Regions from separate parts of the Gossypium arboreum genome. Here region 2 is linked to region 1. Evidence: chromatin contacts called from public Hi-C data. All regions are on one chromosome and are shown on one strand. Each heading gives the region's core, a stretch centred on a gene start, on an enhancer-like site or on the middle of the called end of the contact. The rest is flanking DNA. Distances are from core to core; before and after follow the strand shown.

Region 1 (6,515 bases), core at 1,131-3,630:
AGAACTTAGCATTTATCAGGCATTTTCGGATATTTAACTACTTTCACATATACGAAAATTATACAATTTTACATATATAACATATAATTTAAACATATAAATACACACAACTTAGTTACACGAACTTACCTCGACATTTGTTTGTATACGAGAATCTACTAATCCGATACTTTTTGGTTTTCTCGATCTAACTCCGTACTAGGTATAAGAGAGTGTTACCACTACGTGTCTTGCGACCCAACTTAGAAACTTGAATAGCTTGCCATCCCCTACATGTCTAATGGCCACAGCTCGCCATTCATCGGTTCGCTTGATGGTCACGACTCGCCACTCCCTTACAACTTGCCACCTTCCCTAGATTGCCAATTCACCATGTAGTTGATCCGCTGTTCATCATTTCCTTGTTTGTCAGTTGGCCAGTTCGCCACTTTCCAACCTCACCTCCCAGCTTGCCTACTCGCAAAGAGGCCCCTTCAGAGATACCTCTGAGGTTATGTGTCAAACCTAGAGGGGTAATGTGTTGGTGTGCATGGCACCTAATTATCCTTTAACACGTCTCATCAAGAAACTGTATTACAAAAATATTTTTTTTTATTTCTAATTTACACTGTGTGTTGAATTATGTATTTATGTAAAAAAGGAGATAAATTTAAATAATATGTAAATATTAAAATTTAGATTTTTAAAATTAATACTACGTTAACCCAATATGTAAACATTGATGGTTAAATTTTTTTCAATGTTTTTTGAACAAACAACATAGGGTGATCGGAAATATGTTATTGTTGTTCTTGGCAGTGATGTTACTTGCACTTTCCTTAGCCCTTGATGTGCTGCTACCATTTTTTGTTGAATATATACTTCCGTGATTTTGATGATTTTACGTTTTTATTTCTAATTTGGTTCTTTTTTTTAACTATATAATAGTTTTTCAGTGTTTTTTTCCGAATAATATGAAAAAGAATTTTTTATCATAAAAATATAAAAAGTTTTTTGGTTATTGAAATAATATGGACTATGCATAGGAACCCCAAATTAGCATGATGAATAACAATTTGGGATTACTACGAGATAATAGTTGTGTCAGAAAGAGGCATAGAATCCTTATAATTTCAAATTGGCAGCCGACATGCTGATTTGGGTTCCTGATGGCTTGTCATGTTAGAAATTTAAGTTTTTTAAAAATATTTTTAAAACTATTTTTTATTTTATTTTAAAAAGTTTATTTTTATAATTTTATTTCTAAAAACTTGTTTTTTAAATGTTATTTTAAAATTTTATTTTATTTTTACTTAAAATAGGAAGAATTAATTTTAAAACTTATTAAAAATTTATAACTTTTAAAGGGTGAAGACCAAATTGACAAAAATGTAAATGTTGAAGGCTAAAAAATTATTTTACCTTTGAAATAATTAACTTTAATGGTAGAAAAGATGGAAGAATCAAGATTTTAAATAAAAAAAGTATAAGGACTCAGTATCTTAAAATTAAAAGTATAATAACTAAACTTTAAATTTCAAAAGAGTGTAAGGACCTTTGATATATTTAAGCCTATAAATTATACACAGTAAATGATGCATGAAATTACAAATCTAAATAATGAAACAACGTATTGAGTAACTTAAGATGGATTAAAATGGGATATAAATGTTTAGAAAAGAATTCTTACACTAAAAAGCATGTAGTGAGTCCTTAGGGCGTACAGTTTGTATAGGTGTTATGAATAGATATTAGAGGCTAGGAAATAGAAGTATAACAATTCCATATAGAATTCAAGCTTTAAATTATTATTTGCACCATTTGGGAGTCTAAACTCATTTATTTTTTTATATAAAATAGATATTATTATTTGCACTTACAATGAATATTTTGATATATACATATACATATAAAGTTTTAGTCGAAATGGGAGATATTATTATTTGGATTAAAATTTATGCAAAATGGAGTTCAAATGTTAAATTACTATTTGCATTACGTGGGAGTCTAAGCTCATTTAATTTTTTCGTCCAAAATAAATATTATTTGTACAATTTTTGTCAATTTGGTATTTACCCTTTAAAAGTATATATTTTTTAATAATTTTTAAAATTAATTTTCATATTTTAAATAAAATTCTAAAATTTTAAAAGTTATATATTTAAAAAATTATTTTTAATAAAAAAGTTGGTCTGCTACCCTAGCACGAAAACGTCTGCCTATTGGCATGCATTTTAGGTTTTTATTTTTTTAGCATAATTTGTCCTTGCCGGCGGGTCACTTTCAAACAACTTTTTCCATAGTAAAGCACGGGTACAATCAGGATCAGGTCTCCGTCCTACAAACATGGAGATGGAATTAGCAGATTAACACTAGATGAAGAAGAAGAAGCAATTCTTCAAGTACAAACAGAGCAGCGCACACAGGGAGAAGAGGGGTTTTTCAGGTTAGTGGGTTGTTTCTTAATAGCAAGTGTTTTCATTATCCTGCAATGAAAAGTACTATGGCAAATTTATGGCATCCGGTTCAGGTTGTCCAGATTCGGGATCTGGGAGATAGAAGATTCTTGTTCCAATTTTTTCATGTTATGGATTTGGAGAGAGTATTAAATGGATCACCATGGACATTTAATAATCACTTACTGCTGCTATACAAATTACAACTGGGGGAGGATCCATTAAGAGTTCTTTTTTTGCTTTTTTTGTAGTCGTTTGGGTCATAGTGATGCTTTTTGTGAAGCAAAAATGGAAGCAGGTATGGAAGTTGCTGATATAGGGTGGAACTTATCGTTGAGAGCTCAATCTAGAAGGGCTTTAGCAATGAAAAGAATATGGCTGCGAGAAGACAATGATGATAATTTTGGAGTTAATAGTGCAGACAGACGCATTCAAAGGAACGACAAATGGGCTGCGGAACACACGCAAGGATTTTGGTGACCTATTGACCCAATACTGGGACTAAGCCTGAAAGGAAAACCGGCCTATGTGGGGCAAGAGAGAGTTAAATCGACGATTAATCCAGCTCCTGCTGATATGGAGCATGATCAGGAAGATGGAATTTTAATTGGGGAGGAAGGGAAAAAAAGAGCTAGAGGGGAGAATGAGGATGAGATCAATAATTCAATGAACAGAAACAGACGAGTATTGGAAGGTAATTATTTATTATCGGTGGCTGCCAAGAGGCATGCCGACCGGGCGCAATGAAAATCTTGAGTTGGAATGTCCGTGGATTGGGAAGTCCACGGGCGATTCGCAGACTTCGGCATTCACTGAAGATACATAATCCCCAAGTGGTTTTCTTTATGGAAACTAAGGTGTGTAAAAATAACATGGAAAGAATTTGTCATAGATGTGGTTATATGAATGGGATTGAAGTTGATCCAATTAATACTAGAGGTGGTCTATGTTTAGCATGGAGGAATGATATTTGCATTGAGCTTAGGAGTTTTTCTAAGAGACACATTGATGTGGTGGTTGAGGATAAGGAGGTAAAGGGAAAATGAAGACTCACTGGATTCTATGGATCTCCCTATGCTCAAGACAGGAGTGAATCTTGGAATGTGTTGAGGAATTTACACAATGATGATGGGAGGCCTTGGTTCGTTTGTGGAGACTTTGATGAGATAATGTACAGCCATAAAAAAAAAGGAGGGCTACTTTGTGATGAACGAAAAATGGAGAATTTTCGTATTGTTTTAGTGGATTGTGAACTTTTGGATGTGGGCTTTTCTGGGAATTAGTTTACGTGGGAAAGAGGAAATCTGCCCGAAACAAATATTCGGGAATGACTTGATCGTGGAGTTGTTAATGATGCATGGATGAGTTTGTTTCCGGAGGTCACTATTCAACATATGCCTCACTCTTTTTCGGATCATTGTCCTCTCTTAATTACTACTAGGAGGGTTGAAAAGGGGATAAATACTAAAGCATTCAAGTTTGAAGCATGGTGGATAATGGAAGAGTCTTTTAATAAAGAAGTCAAAAATTTATGGGAGTCATCTTCTGGAAGCCTATTATAAAAGCTAGATATCTTAAAAAAAAGTCAAACTCGATTTGATAGAAGAAGGAGAAAGGATATGCTCACAGTTAGACTATCAGAACTTGCAGGGGATGACAGAGATGATATTAACATGGCAGAATTGATTGATTGTAAAATTCAATTGAACTTTGAGATTGAGAAGGATGAACGTTACTGGGAACAATGAGCTCGGATAAATTGGTTGAAATTTGGGGATAAGAATACTGTATTTTTTCATAACCAAGCGACGTAGCGTAAAAGAAAAAACGTCATACACAAACTTAACGATAAAGAAGGAGGAACAACGGAGATTATAACGGAAATGGAGGGAATTGCGCGATCTTATTTTCAAAATTTATCTTCAACAGATGAACGAGAAAATCTTGACCATTTGTTATCAAGTATTGAGAAATGCATATCTGAGGAGGAAAACCAAGATCTTTTGAGGCCTTATACGGCAGAGGAGCTTAGAGAGGCGCTTTTTACAATGGGTCCTACCAAAACACCAGGTGAAGATGGCTTCCCGTAATATTTTACCAAAATTGCTGGCATATCATTAGGGAGGACGTCACCAAATTCTGTTTACAAATTCTAAATGAAGGTATGGATTTTCAACAAATTAATGCGACTCAAATAAATTTTATCCCTAAAATTGATAATCCTACTACTATGATGGATTTCCATCCTATCAGTCTGTGCAATGTGCTTTATAAAATTACAGCAAAAACGATTGCAAATAGGCATAGAGGAGTTATCAAAATATGCATTGAACTCAGACAATATTCTACTTGCATATGAAATTCTTCATACTCTTAAACAAAAGAGAAATGGGAAAAAAGGTCTTATGGCAGTCAAGTTGGACATGAGTAAAGCATATGACAGGGTTGAGTAGAATTTTATAAAAAAAATGATGGCACGAATGGGGTTTGATATGAGAGTGATCAGAATTTTGATGAAATGTTTGACAACGGTCTCCTACTCAGTAGTTGTAAACGAATACATAGGAGAAAGCTTTCAACCAACAAGGGGACTTCGTCAGAGAGATCCACTTAGCCCGTTTCTTTTTCTCATTTGTGGGGAAGGGCTGTCATGTTTAATGAGATTAGTATGCAGGGAAGGACTAGTGAAAGGCGCCAAAGCTAGTAGGAACGGGGCACCAAAGCTAGTAGGAACGGACCACAGGTATCACATTTGCTGTTTGCTGATGATTGTATCTTATTTGGTCAAGCCACAAGTAGAGAAGCTAATTTTTTAAAGGAAATTTTGGGAGAATAGGAGATGCTCGGGCCAATGTGTTAACTTTAATAAGTCCACTGTCTTTTCTAGCAGTAATACAAATGATGAAGATAAACGAGAGGTGGTAAACATTTTGGGGGTGCGTAGTTCAGAAAATCCGGAGAGGTATTTGAGGTTACCCAACACAGTTGGAAGAAGGAAAAAATAATCTTTTCAGGGCCTAAAAGATAGATTTAAGAAACGTATTGACAATTGGAGCACCAGGTTTTTGTCTCAGGGCAGGAAAGAAGTGTTTATTAAATCGGTCCTTCAATATACCAACTTACTTTATGTCGTGTTTCTTATTACCTAAGTCTTTATGTTCAAAAATGGAAAGCATTATAGCTCAATTTTGGTGGCAAAAGGGGCATGGAAAACGAGGAATACATTAGTGTGCATGGAAAAATCTTTGCATTTTAAAAGAAAATGGGGGTCTTGGTTTTCGAAACATGAGTCAGTTCAATATCGCATTATTAGCCAAACGGGGGTGGCGCCTTATTAATTACCTGAATTCAATAGTGGCTAGAGTGTTCAAGGCTAAATACTATCCAAATACAGACTTTAACAGCACTCAATTAGGGAATATACCTTTTCTTACCTGGAAGAGTGTGTAGGCTGCTAAGGGATTGTTAAATAATGGACTGTGTTGGAGGGTTGGAAAGGGTGACGGGATCTCGATCTGGGAGGACCGTTGGCTACCAGGCAAGGAACCTGAAGAGTGGAATAGTAGAAACAGAAGTGAAGAGTACAAGTTAGTTTCAGAATTAATTGATCCAAATACCAGAATGTGGAAGACAGATATTATCATGCAAATCATGCAAATTCCTCTTGCGAAAATTCCTCCTAACGACATTCAAATGTGGAAGGGAGAATCGACCGGAGAATTCACTGTCAGAAGCGCCTACAAACTATTACAAGAAGCTAGCATGGATCCTAGTTATTATTATTTACAGGCCGACTCAAAGAATTTCTACAAAAAACTTTGGAATCTAAGACTACCCTAAAAAATACTGATTGCAATTTAGAGAATTACATGGAACTATATCCCGAATTTTGTAAATCTAAAACATAAGCGAGTGATCAATAGTGCTTTATTCCCTCGTTGCGGGAATGGAGAAGAAGACAGTGAGCATGTCTTTCTGAATTGCCCTGTTACAGTAGTGATTTGGAGGAAGTTAGAGGTCTCATGGGTAGACAGAATAGTTCAAAATATCTGGGAATGGATCACCTGGATCTTTCAAAAT
Region 2 (6,682 bases), core at 1,128-3,627, 89 kb before region 1:
TTTATGTGCTTTATCATTAAAGTTGCAAGAAAGAAGCAAACCCTAAAAGGCATCAAAGGATGCAAAACCAGAGAACATTTGTGACATTTAACTGTCTTCTTTTCTATTATTTTATTTTATTTTTATGTTTCTTTTGCTTTCCCTCGATAAATACAAAGGTTGGAGACAACTAATCTTTTTTGTTTCTTTTTCTTTCCATATCCTGTACCAAGGTTATCCTTTTCAAAAAGTGATTAGATTTGAAGACCTAAATACACTTTTAAAATGTCATTAATTGTTTTGTTTTAGTAGCTTTCATGGATCCAATCCAGGGCAAAGAACAAAAGCTTGTGGGGTTACATGACAGAAGCACTATATCTTGTACACATTTTTTCAACACGAATATCTTTACTCGAGGCAACTCCCTTTTCTTTTTGAGAGCCTTTTTTCATTACTAGATCTCAAAAACAATACCCAGATATAGCTCTTTCACTCTTCAGACACATCAATTCTCCAAACATAAGAAAAAATGGCACTAAGCAACAATGTCATCGGTGCAATCAACTTCGTTGCTATGCTGCTCTCCATTCCAATCATTGGTGCTGGAATCTGGCTTGCAAATCAACCAGATAATTCTTGTGTCAAGATTTTACAATGGCCTGTTATAGTTTTAGGGGTGTTAATCTTGGTTGTAGCACTAGCAGGCTTCATTGGAGGGTTTTGGCGCATCCCATGGCTCCTTATTGCTTACCTTGTTGGCATGTTGATCCTCATCATATTGCTTGCATGCTTGGTTGTTTTCGTCTACATGGTTACCATGAGAGGTTCAGGCCACCTTGAACCTAGTCGGGCATACTTGGAATATCACCTGGAAGATTTTTCAGGTTGGCTTCAACGAAGAGTTAGAAGTTCTTTCAAGTGGGAAAGGATTAAAATCTGTCTCAGCTCAACAGATATATGTACCCAGCTGAACCAAACTTATACAATGGCCATAGATTTCTTTAATTCCCATCTAACTCCAATAGAGGTAAATCTCAGTTTCTCTACTCAAGTTTCAAATTGTTCCATACATCTCCATCCCTAATCTTGAGTTTTGTAGGAATTTAATGAAGTAAGTTAAGGCATAAATCCTTATTTATTTCAAGAAATTCAAAGGACAGGTATACTATGTTCTTGTTAAAATTCCTGGAATCTTCTCCCGGAAATAGGCTGTTTTGTCAAATTATGATTTTGATTCCTTTGCTATGCTCAAATTTAGTATTTAGTCCCTAGATTTTAATTTGGCATGGTTTAGTCCTCTACTTTTATAATGTTATTAGTTAATCCAACCGGTGAGTACTTTGATCTGAACAGTTGAATGGACTAACTATTTGGAATCACAAATTATGCTGAAGTACAAGATTAAATCACAAATTTAAACATAGTAGAGGAACCAAAACCAAAATTTAACCCATTTTGTTTAATACCAAGCTTAGATTTAGGCATGCATGTTAAGCTAATAGATTCTCCAGCCATAAGTTAATCATCTTGTATATTTATTCTTTATGCTTTTACTTTACAGTCTGGATGCTGTAAGCCACCAACTGAATGTGGATACACATTTGTGAATCCAACAAACTGGATCAGCCCCATCGACAACATAGCGGATCCGGACTGCATACAATGGAGCAATGACCAAACGCAGCTGTGCTACAATTGTAATTCATGCAAAGCGGGATTACTTGCAAATATAAAACAAGAATGGAGAAAAGCCGACATAATACTGCTCATAACTCTTATTGCTTTGATATGTGTATATCTAGTAGGGTGTTGTGCATTTAGGAATGCAAAGACTGAGGACATATTTAGGAAGTACAAGCAAGGTTATACGTGAGGAGTAGGTGGTTTGAATGCAGTTTTTGGTTTTGTGACTTTGTATAACTAAGCAGATGTTTTACTTGTTTTCATGTGGTTGAAAATTTGTGTTGGTACTGAATGTTTTCATTACAGGGTGTAGACATTTGTGTAAGAGCAGTGATGAGATGTGTCCAATATTTTACTGTTTAGTGCATGAGAACATTGACTTTAATGGTGGGGGTTCTTGAATCACTGTCTGACAATGTAAAGAAAAATGTCACAAAACTAAGTAATGGATGATTGCAAGAGGCTTGGCACGGATCTCCATAATAACCCCACGAATGATCTGAATTAGTAGCTAATTTTGAAAATTAAAAAGATGACTTTTCCATGAAAACGTTAAGCCTGGAAGCAAAAAGACCTGAAATCCCGGTTTTTGAATTTGAAAACAAAATGGCCGACAATGATACTTGCCCGTGAAAATATCGCCAAATGATCATCACGCATTTTCACTTTCAAACCAAAATAAGGTTGCTTTCTAGTTCATTTAAACCCATGGGAACCATTTTAACATATGACAAATATTTTTACATGCTCGAGATCACTATAATTTTGTTTGGGCTTGCAAAATGTATAACACGGAAATTGAAGCTCATTCTTATCAAAGAAGGGACTCAATTCATCGTGATTCGTGTCCCTCTAGCTGGCCTAAAGTTGGGAAATATAACCCTCAACATTTTCTTCATTTTCTCCTTCACTTTATCCCTATTCTATGCTATCCCATTTCCTGTAATCTGCCATTATAGTATTAGGTTTATTAGACCCCAGAGAAAAGATATTCTCATTATCCTCGATCTCACCGACATGGCAGCCAACAGCGCCACTGTTGGTGTTATCAACTTCATCACCTTGCTTCTCTCGATTCCAGTCATCGGAGCAGGAATCTGGCTTGCAAACGAACCGGACAACGCTTGCGTGAAGATACTGCAATGGCCTCTTATAATACTAGGCATCTCAATCGCGGTCGTGGCACTGTTAGGCTTCGTAGGAGGGTGTTGGCGCATCACTTGGCTCCTCATCTTTTACCTTTTTGCAATGTTCATCCTGATACTAGTGTTTGCTTGTTTGGTTGTTTTAATCTATTTGATCACCAACCAGGGTTCAGGTCACCCTGCACCAGGCCGCATATACTTGGAACATGACCTTGATGATTTTTCCGGTTGGCTTCGTCGAAAAGTAACGAATCCTTACAAGTGGGATCGGATTAGATCTTGCCTTAACTCAACAGATATGTGTTCCGAATTAAACCAAAGATATCGTATAGCTCAGGATTTCTTCAATGCTCGGTTAACATCTATACAGGTAAGCAGTGAGCTTCATTCTAAACTTGCAATGAATAGAAAAAGCAATGAATAAAATTATTCTTTTCTTTCTTGTTGTTCTTAGTACGGATGCTGTATGCCGCCAGCTGAATGTGGGTACTCTTACATAAATCCTACGTATTGGCTGACCCCCAACAACACAGCAGCAAGCATGGACTGCTTGCAGTGGAGCAATGACCAAATGCAGCTTTGCTTTCATTGCGATTCATGCAAAGCGGGATTACTGGCTAAGTTGACCAAAGAATGGAGAAGCGTAGACATCATTTTGTTCATTACACTTGTAGTTTTGATATGCGTGTATTTGATAGGGTTTTGTTTTGCTCTTAGGAAATCCAAAACTGGGGATACATCCCCAAGACGCCACAAACAAAATACATGAAGGTCTTGCTTCATGTTGTAAGTAGTAACTAGTTATGAGCCAGTTCCATCATTATCTTATTTAATCTGTTTTTTTTTCCAATTATCCCCTCATCTGATCTGAACAAAATGTTGGAATCGTATATTAACATGATTAAAAACTATGCCTGCTAAAGTGTATGGAATATATCCAAATTATCTTTTGATTTAACATCTGCTACAGAAACCTCACTGTTTGGAGATGGGGAAGGTGATGATATCATTATAGCGGTAGAAAATTGTAAAAAAAAAAAAAAAGCCGAATAATGTGTCTATGCGTAATTTGCGCGGGGCACCGAAAGATGATACTTATTTTTTTTTCTCTTTTTCTATTACGAGTGGCAGGATAACAGCAAAGGATTTGTGGGGCTTTGGGTTTCATCACCAGAAAAGGATTTATAGGGATAAATATTAAAAATCGGTAGAAAAGAAGAGGGATAAACCCTCAAATATTGTTAAAGACTCGTTTAACAAATATAAAAAATGACAATACATTTAGATATTGATTTTTGTATGGGTAAAATTTTGAATTTTATTTTTTTTCAAATATTAGAGGTAATTTTCAAGTTTTTAAATACATTTCAAAAGAGTAATGATTTTCTTATTTCTTCCAAATGTGTTCCCCATTGATCTGGTGATTCCAAAGTTTCACCGAACTGAAGGACAGTGTTAGATATCTTATCCGAGGTTTCCATTTGTTCATGACAAAACCTCTAAACTCAAAGTAAGCAAGCCAACCCAATCTCCTCACTCCCCAAAGCAACGTCAAACTTAAGATATTGGATGTGATACACCACAGTTTCCAGGAAAGACTACTCCTATAGATATCACTGCATAAGCCTCTGTTTAATCTCCCAAAAAGATTCTCTTAGTTCTAAGTAAAATTAGGTCCTTTGAATCTAATATCTCGCAAACCATGAATTCTTGGAAAAGTTTGCAACCATTAACAAGTCACCGCTCCTGAGAATAGAGCCGTCCACTGGTTGAGCTATAAGTCTTCAATAATAGCTTCCATTGCCTTTTGTGGTCGGCAGTACCATAGAAACTTCATTATTTCATACTTTAACCACTTTACCCTTCCACTGCAAAGACATTGGTAATCTCTGATTGTTTCTTGATGGATGGGCCACCCAACTCAACATGATGGGCTTGGGGTTGCTCTTGCCAACTAATTTTCATATAACCCCTTCTATATTCACCAACCCATCAAATGCCTTTATTTTTCGCTCAGGTTTGCGTTGCTCCTGTGAAAAGATGGTTGATTCTTTTCCAATGGTTGACTGCCTTTATTACCTTGGTCTTCCTGGGGAATATTCCCTTTATTTGGTAATAAATCAAAACAAGGTTTTTAATACCAATGGTGGTTGAGCCACCAAAAAAGTTAGGTTCAAAGAGGAGGAACCTGGTTTTGTACAAGCTAGTCCCCATGGCATGGCAACCAATCAAGTGGATGGCATTCCTTTTATCTGCTTTTCGGAAATGATCCATAGTCTTCTTAAAGCAAAGCATGAACTCCTGGGGTGAACATCGGATTCAATACTTTTTCCTAATAAAATCATATAAACTTTTATCTAATATCTATAGGTGTATAATCTAGGTTGGGCTTTAACAATCACAAGGACTATTACTATTACATTCAGTCTAGACGAGCAAATTTATTAATTTTCAACCGAGCCTAAGTTGTGACCCATCTTTATTTGCTAGACTGAACTGGATCTTTTCATGTAATTGGACCTAAAACCAGCCCAACTTCTACGCTCTGGAACCACTGTGCTGGTTTGGGGATTCTACAATTTTGATAGCGACTCCACGAGATAATATTCGGCCATATATCAATCCATTGAATTTAGCTCTGAACCATTCCCCTAACTTTGTGGTCAAGAACCAATTTCTCAGATTCTAAACCCAATGCTTGAAGCGTGTATACCAACTTGATGGAACTTTCAATGGACATTAAACAATCAATATCCGCCAATTTGTTTCAGCAATCCATTGATTCTTAAACTAGACAATAGTTGAAGGTCACCGAGTTGTTGAAAGCTGATCCTCTCGCAAATTCTCATAAACCATTCTGTCATTCATGTCTGCCAAAATACAGGGGACTTGACTCCTGGAAAGTTAAGTCAATTGCTCAAGACTGAAGCCTGGTAGCATGCAGAGGAAATTTCCTCCCCACAACTTGCACTGCACGCATAATAAAGTTTGTGGGGATACGGACTGGATCACTAGTTCATCAATGAAACCAAACAAGCTAGTTGACTTTTAAAACTATCACCATGACCCCACCTCTCAGGTCAATGTTAGATGTATCATATAATTGGCTTTTAATAATATATTACTTCACTTAATCTCTATCAGACACGTGTGCCTTAACCATCAAGATCTTTTCGGATTTCCGTTGGTAAGATTTCATGGCTGAATCAACGGATTATATCACAATAATTGGTTAAGTGGAGAAACCACAGTTAAATTTAAGAACTAATTTAAAACACAGTTGACTTTCAACAGGAGATCCGTCCGAAATGTGGCAACGATGCTTTTAATTTCCACCTACAATCTCATAATCTGTCGACAAGGAAAATGCACATCTGTTTGATATTATTATCGTTGTTTTGAATTTATATATAATCGTCCAGGATTATTGAAATCGATGTTTTTGTCTTGATTAAGATCAGGTGTCTGAAGAATAAATTCCATTGAAGAGCCGGCAATTTTGGTTGACAGGGACGATACATGCATGGTAATTTTTTTCTATATATAATTGAAGAAGGAGATGTTTTCGAGTGTTGGTCCAGATTATTTTACAACTAGCAATGAATTTCTTTGTCATTGAACGGAGATGTCAAGGCAAACTATTTATATATCTATATGTTTACAGATATTTTATAACCAAAGACACCATTTAGGCCATATTTTTCCCTTCATCTCTAATCATGCTACTGATCAACATTACTTTATTTTCAGCATGCTTTTGTTTTTTTATTTCTTTCATAATAATATCTTCTTCATATTCTTCAAAGGTTTAGGAGAAATTTTGGACACCTCAACTTTAGCCTCACTGATAAAATTAAAAGTCAATAACACCATAA

What was found. Hi-C and Micro-C count contacts between places; a contact is called where the count stands out from the background.
Region 2: a contact with region 1 is called in a Hi-C map of leaf, with 5 times the contacts expected there. The contact joins the promoter of LOC108469375 here to the enhancer-like site in region 1. A contact is called at or near these places in 2 of 5 Hi-C or Micro-C datasets (both in leaf).

What each region holds. Positions count from the first base shown.
Region 1 is chr8:16,074,461-16,080,975 of ASM2569848v2, reverse strand. It overlaps LOC108467456 (a long non-coding RNA gene), which reads right to left. Exons shown (of 4, transcript XR_008286851.1): 2 at 6,500-6,515; 3 at 5,860-6,420; 4 at 2,116-2,317. Among protein-coding and RNA genes, the nearest start is that of LOC108467456, 4.1 kb to the right of the region's middle. Within about 2 kb of position 2,380, at least 2 of the 2 cell types and tissues checked have an H3K27ac peak or open chromatin away from gene starts, as enhancers often do. A contact at or near this core is called in leaf, where this site is marked.
Region 2 is chr8:16,163,588-16,170,269 of ASM2569848v2, reverse strand. It overlaps LOC108469375 (protein TORNADO 2-like), which reads left to right and starts at 2,377. Exons shown (of 2, transcript XM_017770265.2): 1 at 2,377-3,177; 2 at 3,262-3,718. The coding sequence starts at 2,407. The coding sequence ends at 3,576. LOC108469038 (protein TORNADO 2-like) reads left to right here and starts at 360. Exons shown (of 2, transcript XM_017769926.2): 1 at 360-1,006; 2 at 1,541-2,035. The coding sequence starts at 509. The coding sequence ends at 1,852.